2 separate regions of the Mus musculus genome follow, and region 1 is linked to region 2. A link is a contact called in public Hi-C data. All regions are on one chromosome and are shown on one strand. Each heading gives the region's core, a stretch centred on a gene start, on an enhancer-like site or on the middle of the called end of the contact. The rest is flanking DNA. Distances are from core to core; before and after follow the strand shown.

Region 1 (3,486 bases), core at 287-2,786, 100 kb before region 2:
TAGTAAGTGACCAAAACAAGCAGAAAAAGCAGTTAGCAGCATGGTGTGATTACCCAGGTAGATGACAGAGCCCTGCAGTCAGGCTCCCCTCAGGCAACCAGCTTTGCAGTGACAGTCCACCAAGGTCTCTAATGGGCTTCCCATTGCAAATGAGCTAGTGAAGACAGTGGATGGTCAGGCTGGGCAAAGACTCCAGTTTTCAGTCTACAAGAGCCAGAGTGAAAGCCTCTGAAGACACATGTCCTGCCGGTCAGTCACATGACACTGCCCACCTCACCTATTCCTAAGTGGCAGCTGCTTGGCTGGCGATGGGACATGCCTGTCGCAGTCATTTGCCACTTTTGCATTCTACTTCATTCCCAAATAGCCCACGTAGTTTGATGTTTTTATTCATATTTAAGGCTAAGAAAATTAAAGATCCCTGGATAGCTGGACTTTCTTAATTTTAAGTGACTGATGGGTGAGGGAGGCAGAATCCAAATGGGGTTCCATGTTCTCAATGCATTAGGCTTTACTGGTCCCTCCTTTCACCTTGCTTAAGGACCTCAGAGTCTACGGCGAGAGCAAAGGTTGATGGCTTCTTTGACAAGTAAAGACACTGCCAGTTATTAACAGAAAGGTTGTGATCTTATGCTTTCTGCTACCTGGAAACAAAACCCTGAAGTATAGTTTAGATTGATCAGTAGCTGCTGACATAAAGTTGTTCTTTCTCTGTTGATGATTAAAAACCTCTGAAACCATTGTCCCAGATGGATGCTCCAGGGTGTAGCTTAACCAGCTTTCTATGAATACAAAGAAGGCAGAAAGTAGGGCCAGCTCTGAGGAACATGAAGACTTCATAGACTCTCTTCATAGCCCAGACTCCTTTCAGGGGATGGGCCTTCAGTTGATCTTGAAAAAATAATACCCTGTAGTAAAAAAGAATCTAATGGTTTTTTTAATACCCAAGATAGAAAACTTTACAAGGGCCCAGAGTCAAAGGGCCCAGACCCAGAGCTTTGGCAGCTTGGTCCTTCCCGGATTCTCACTTCCAGAGAAACATCTATCACATGCAGCTCTCAACATGTAATACCTTACATGGAAAAAAAAGAGACTGATTCTGTCCTAGTAGCCCTTAATATGCAATTCCTTACATGGAAGAAGAGACAGATTTGGGGTCACTGGAGCAACAGTGTCTCTAGCTGTCTTTCTCATGAAATAAGTAAAAATAGACATGGGCAAAATGTCTATTTCATACACTCAACACCTGTGTGCTGAGCTACCCAAGGAATGTGCTTCAGAGGTAAGAAGGACAAGGACATCCAAATGAGGGCAGCCTGGGACAGTCGGGTGAACTCAATTTACTGATATCAGGGCAGCCAGGAGATCAGCGTGCTAAGGTGGCAGAAGGGGTTCAAGGCTCAGTTTCGCTGCTTACATCCTCCAGGTTCTTGAGTTTTTACTTAATTCTGCTGACTTCTCATTGGCCTAGTATAAAATGAATTCAGGATTCCTGCTCTGAATCACTGTTGTGGGAGTGAGAAAACTTCTGCAAAGTTTCTGAAACCTAGCACATGCTCAAAAAGTAGTGACTGCTAATGTTTCCCAGATGCCTCGTTGGGCACTGGCCATGCACCCTATTGCCAGAGCTAACTAGCTTCATCTCTCTTTATGCCCCTTCCTTATCCACTACCTAGGGTATTGTGACCTTCCTGATTTATCCATAAGCACCATAATAAACTTATTAGCAATGTAATAGCATCTATAATGGATAACAGTGAGGGGTTACAATGTAGTCAGGCCTATTAAGTGCATTGTATACAATACTGATATAATCTTAATGACTGTCAGAATAAGAACCTCAAGATCTCATATACCGATGCCTAGAACATGGAAGCATTGCCTTATTTGGCAAAAGAGACTTTGCAATGTGACCTGAATTACTGAGCAGGCTCAGTCTAACCTGCATAGGACCCTAACTGTGAGAGGTTACTCTGATGAAAAGCAAGAGATGAGTCAGACGGCAATGTGACAGAGCTTACAGCATAGGAAAGGTGTGACATGTGGCTGACTTGGAAGATGGAAGAAGGGAGTCATGATTCAAGGAATAAAAGTGACTCTGGAAGCTGAGATAACCCTGGCCAATAGTAAAAAAGGAAACAGACACCTCAGCCCTACAAGCACATAGTTCCATTTCAGCAACAACGTGAACAAGCTTGGGAGCAGACTTGTCTGCAGAGGCTCCAAAGAGGAACCCAGAGCTGCCAACAGCTCAATTTCAGCCGTGTGAACCTGAAGCAGAGACACGTTGGGATGCACACATGCGTGTGCCTTGTGCAACATACCTGTGAGATAAAAATGGGTGTTAACTTTAAGGTAGTAAAAGGAGTTATTTAAGTATCGGTAAATACAAGAAATCCTTCATATAGCACTGTAGAATAATCGTCATTATAATTCCCTATTTGCTCATGAGAAACTGAGGCAATGAAAGCTTAAGCTGTCCTCAGGCCCTGTAGCTCATATTGGAGGATAAACTTGATCAGACTGACTCAAAAGAATATTCCCATAAGCAGCCCCTGACTCATAGGATATGAGTAATACTAACATATGACCGTAATGAATGGATAGATGGACAGCAATCCTGGGTATGCAGATGTACAGGATATGGAAGAATGTTGCTGCTTGTGCTACATTAAATGGATCCAATCAGCCATTTCAAGACGGATCTGAGCCACACACCTGAAGTCCTCAACTGAAGAGGCAAACACAGGAGGGTGGCTGTAAGCTTGAGGCCATCCTGGTCTACTTAGAAGCTTCCCAGTCATCCAGCGATATCCTTCTTCAAAAATAAAAGTCTAATAAATGAGGTGGCAAGTCAAGAGCATCATAAGAGGAGTCACGTGACCCATGGTCTCTTCCTGCTTTTGTGGTATGGTTTCTGTAGGACAAGCCTAGCTCTGCTCTTAACTTGCTTTCGAAATGGAAGTGGTCCTCCTTTCTCGAGTCAGAAGATTCATCAAGACACGGCAATTGCCAGAGTAAAAGGCCTATATGACCCATTGCCATGAAACCCTCACTGGATGCTACTATGCCAGACAGTACGAGACGTTCACAAGGATAAGGCAACAGCTGAGGTGCGGAAACTGTTCTGGACATTTGTGAGGATGCTTCACTGAGGACAGGCTTGGGGGGCCCAAGGTCAGATTAGCCCAAGGGAACAATCTAATCGGACCCATACCCTGTGTGTTGGCTGAGAGAGTGGGACTCTGGGAAAACTCTTGATAAAGGTTACGTCTGTGTGGTCGCAGGCAGGAAAAATAAGCCTGGCCACAGGCAGTGGGAAGAAAGCATCTTTGTAAGATAAATTGTCTGTGGAATTGCCTGTCAGCATCCTTGTGCCTGATTCAGAGAATCACTAGGAACCCAGAGAGTAATCACTGGAGCTGGTAACCAATACTCTCCTCTCCAGGACTGCCCTGCATCTCCAAAATTAGATTTAGATAGTAC
Region 2 (3,115 bases), core at 501-3,000:
TTCTCACCTGAGCTCCCCCACTGGTTAGTAATGCCGAACATCTTTTCATGTGATGACTGCCTGCTTGAATTGCCTGCTCATAACCTATCATATTTTCCACAGTGGTTGATCTTTTTCTTATTGACTTGTATAAATTATTTATATATCCTGGACTATAATATTTCAAAACTCAAATGTGTAGTAAATATTGGGACAAGCTTTGTAAACTTCAAAGCCATATGTATATATATATATATATATATATATATATATATATCCACTTTGGTTTTTCCTAGTGTTTCATTCTACTCTTACATATGTCTTATCACCTTAACCAGAGCCCCCAGAGGACAGAGAACGTGGCTTCCTTATGTTTATTTATCCAGGGTAAGTGTTAATAGGAAGCAGCCTGGGATTATGGGGAAAATTATGGCTTTGAAAATAGAAATGTGGTTAATGCTGTCTGTCCCTCTGAGGAGCTGTTGAGGCTTGCTCGGCTGCTGCATCTTCCCAAAGCCTTACTTCCTTTGTTCTAAAATGGGAAAGAAACTTAAACAAAACAAAACAGCTCCCAGGGTTGTGTGAGGACCCACCTAATGTACTGCCAGGTCTTGGTAAGGGGCAGAGCGGATCCTAGATCTTCAATGGGCGTTAGCTGAACAGAAATACTAGATACACGTATCGGGGCTTAATTTTTAGAGACTGCTTCATAGCTTGTGTGTCTTGGGCTCTCCTTGGTGCTGCTGTCTATGAACAACCTTTCTCTCTAGCAGCTGAGCCCTTGTGTACACGTGGTGAACCTAAGAGAGATCTGGGAAAGGAGTCCAGCTTGTGGATGATGGCACTGCGGTATAAACATAGACCTGTCTTATTCTTGTCCTTGAATGCATCCCTTATCCAGTAATGCTTGTTGAAGCTTTACTTTGGACCAGGCCACCCTGGGCACTGGGCTTTAGCAGTCAAGGAGATGCAAGGAGCTCTTACTTCCAAAGGTCTTGCATCCCACAAACTGACCAAAACAGGAAGCAAGTAGACAAGTAAATTGTGGTTACATTTCACAACTCATGTCTGGCTCCGGCAGCATAAGCCTTGTGCCATAAGGCTAAGAACTGGGGGGTGGGAGCTTGCAGCCAGGAGATTGAGGCATCGTTTCCAAAATATGATAGTGAAGCCAAAATAAAAGACATGGGAGTGAGCAAGCTGACACTTGAGGAGTCGGAGCACTTCAAACAGGGTGACTAGACACAGATCCAATTCCAATTAAAAGCAGGAACTAACTGAAGCCACCGTTTTTCCCACTGCTTTTTAGTCTAACCCATGGCAAGGAAGAAAAACACCATGAGTCCCAAACAACTGGGAAAGCCATCTTTGTCCTCGTCCCCCAGATCATCCTGCCTAAACAATAGCTAACTGGAAATTTTCCAGTACGGGCTACCCTCAGCTAACTGGACAGTCTTCAGTATGAGCTACCCTCCTACCAATGTCCCTCCACGCCCCTGTTCCAGCTCTCCTACCCCAACCTGTAGACTGGGTCACAGAGGCTTAGCCTTGTTACTCAAGTAAAAGCTTTTCACCCCAGCCTCCCCCGCGCCATCTATAGGTGGGAACTGGCAGACCAGTCTGTGTGTATTAGCTGAGAACACCAGAGGATTGACTCAAGCCTGGAGGGGCGCCAGGTTTTCATTAAATCCCTTGTAAAGCAGCAGTACACTTCTGCAGGGCCACATCTGCCGAGGGAGCCATCTGGGATCCATATCACCGTGCTCCAACAAAACGCCAGCAGTGTGAAAAACCTCTCCCCCTCTGCTCTGCAGTGAACTGGAAAAGTAACATTGGTAATCACTTCTGCAGGCTCCATAATGACATAATGGGCACTGGCTGAAGCTTTGAACAGAGGCTGGCAGTCGCCACCGACAGGCTGGGTGGATTCATATTGTCTCAGAGAATTTAGGTCATCTCTCATGCTCATCTCTCTACCTAACAAATAACAGATAAAGAATTCCCACTTTGAGACATAGGAAGAAAAAATACTAATAATGGAGGAGTGCCTGCTGCTGCTGTTGCTGCTGCTGACCTTACAATTCAGGTATTGTTACACTTTTCTCACAGACGGAGAACCTGAGGCCAGAAGGACTAAATGGCTGACCCACATAAGCAAGCCACAAACACAGGTAAGAGGCTTGATTAAAAATCAGACCTGTGCCTCATTAACTTGAAAACCTGGGAATATTCATTCTACTGCTCAAAAGAACACAGAGTGGTACATAAACCATGGGTTGAGTAGCTTACTTTCATTTACTTATCTTTTGCCAACTATAATTCGAGAATGCAGTAAGCTGGACAGGATATAAGGGTGTCTTCCATACACAGACTCCTGGATCTCTGTGAAGCTGCTAAGTAGCAGTTAGTGCTCACAGTTGACTGAAGTCCCTACAACCTTCAGCTGATTGAGCTGGAAGGAAGGTTCCCCCCCCCCCGCCCCTGTTTAATCTTCTGTCTTCCTCTCCAAAGCTTAACCTACTCATCTTAAAGACAAATAGAGCCACACAACCTGTTCCTGATACCTGACCCCACATCTCAAAACAGAACCAACAGCCAGCATCCATTTCTGGGAGAGCATCTCCCAACATTGTTCCCATCACCACCACCATGTTGTCCTTTAGTGCAGAATGTGAGCAGTCCCATATAGTCGAAGAGTTAAATATTTTTGTTTTGAACCTGCAGGATGTTCTATAGCATTACATAGGACAAAGAAATGGAGCCTTCCTAAAGAGAGGCGCTTAGAGAAAACAATGGCTCCTACTAATACACACAACACAAATTCCCAGGCAGAAAGTAGCAGAAAAGAAAATAATAGAAAAACTAACAAACAAACAAACCTGCCTGGCCGTGGTGGCACATTCCTGGACAGCCTGAGAAGACAGACTCGGGGAGAGGGCAAGACATGGGGAGGAGGGGAGGAGAGGGGAGGGGAGGGGAGGGGAGGGGGGGGGGGAGGGGAGGGGAGGGGAGGGGAGGGGAGAAGAGAAGAGAAGAGAAGAGAAGAGAAGAGAAGAGAAGAGAAGAGAAGAGAAGAGAAGAGAAGAGAAGAGAAGCAATGAGAAGAGGCGAGAAGAAACGAAAAGAAAAGAAAAGA

Evidence for each region. Hi-C and Micro-C count contacts between places; a contact is called where the count stands out from the background.
Region 1: a contact with region 2 is called in a Hi-C map of uterus, with 2.7 times the contacts expected there. The contact joins two enhancer-like sites. A contact is called at or near these places in 6 of 484 Hi-C or Micro-C datasets (the HL-1 cell line, liver, nephron progenitors and 1 more) and 1 of 115 datasets of contacts at active chromatin or transcription factors (embryonic stem cells).

What each region holds. Positions count from the first base shown.
Region 1 is chr4:105,450,166-105,453,651 of GRCm38.p6, reverse strand. No RefSeq gene overlaps it. Among named protein-coding and RNA genes, the nearest start is that of Gm40217, 130 kb to the right of the region's middle. Within about 2 kb of position 1,536, at least 24 of the 459 cell types and tissues checked have an H3K27ac peak or open chromatin away from gene starts, as enhancers often do. A contact at or near this core is called in uterus, where this site is marked.
Region 2 is chr4:105,351,081-105,354,195 of GRCm38.p6, reverse strand. No RefSeq gene overlaps it. Among named protein-coding and RNA genes, the nearest start is that of Gm40217, 33 kb to the right of the region's middle. Within about 2 kb of position 1,750, at least 18 of the 459 cell types and tissues checked have an H3K27ac peak or open chromatin away from gene starts, as enhancers often do. A contact at or near this core is called in uterus, where this site is marked.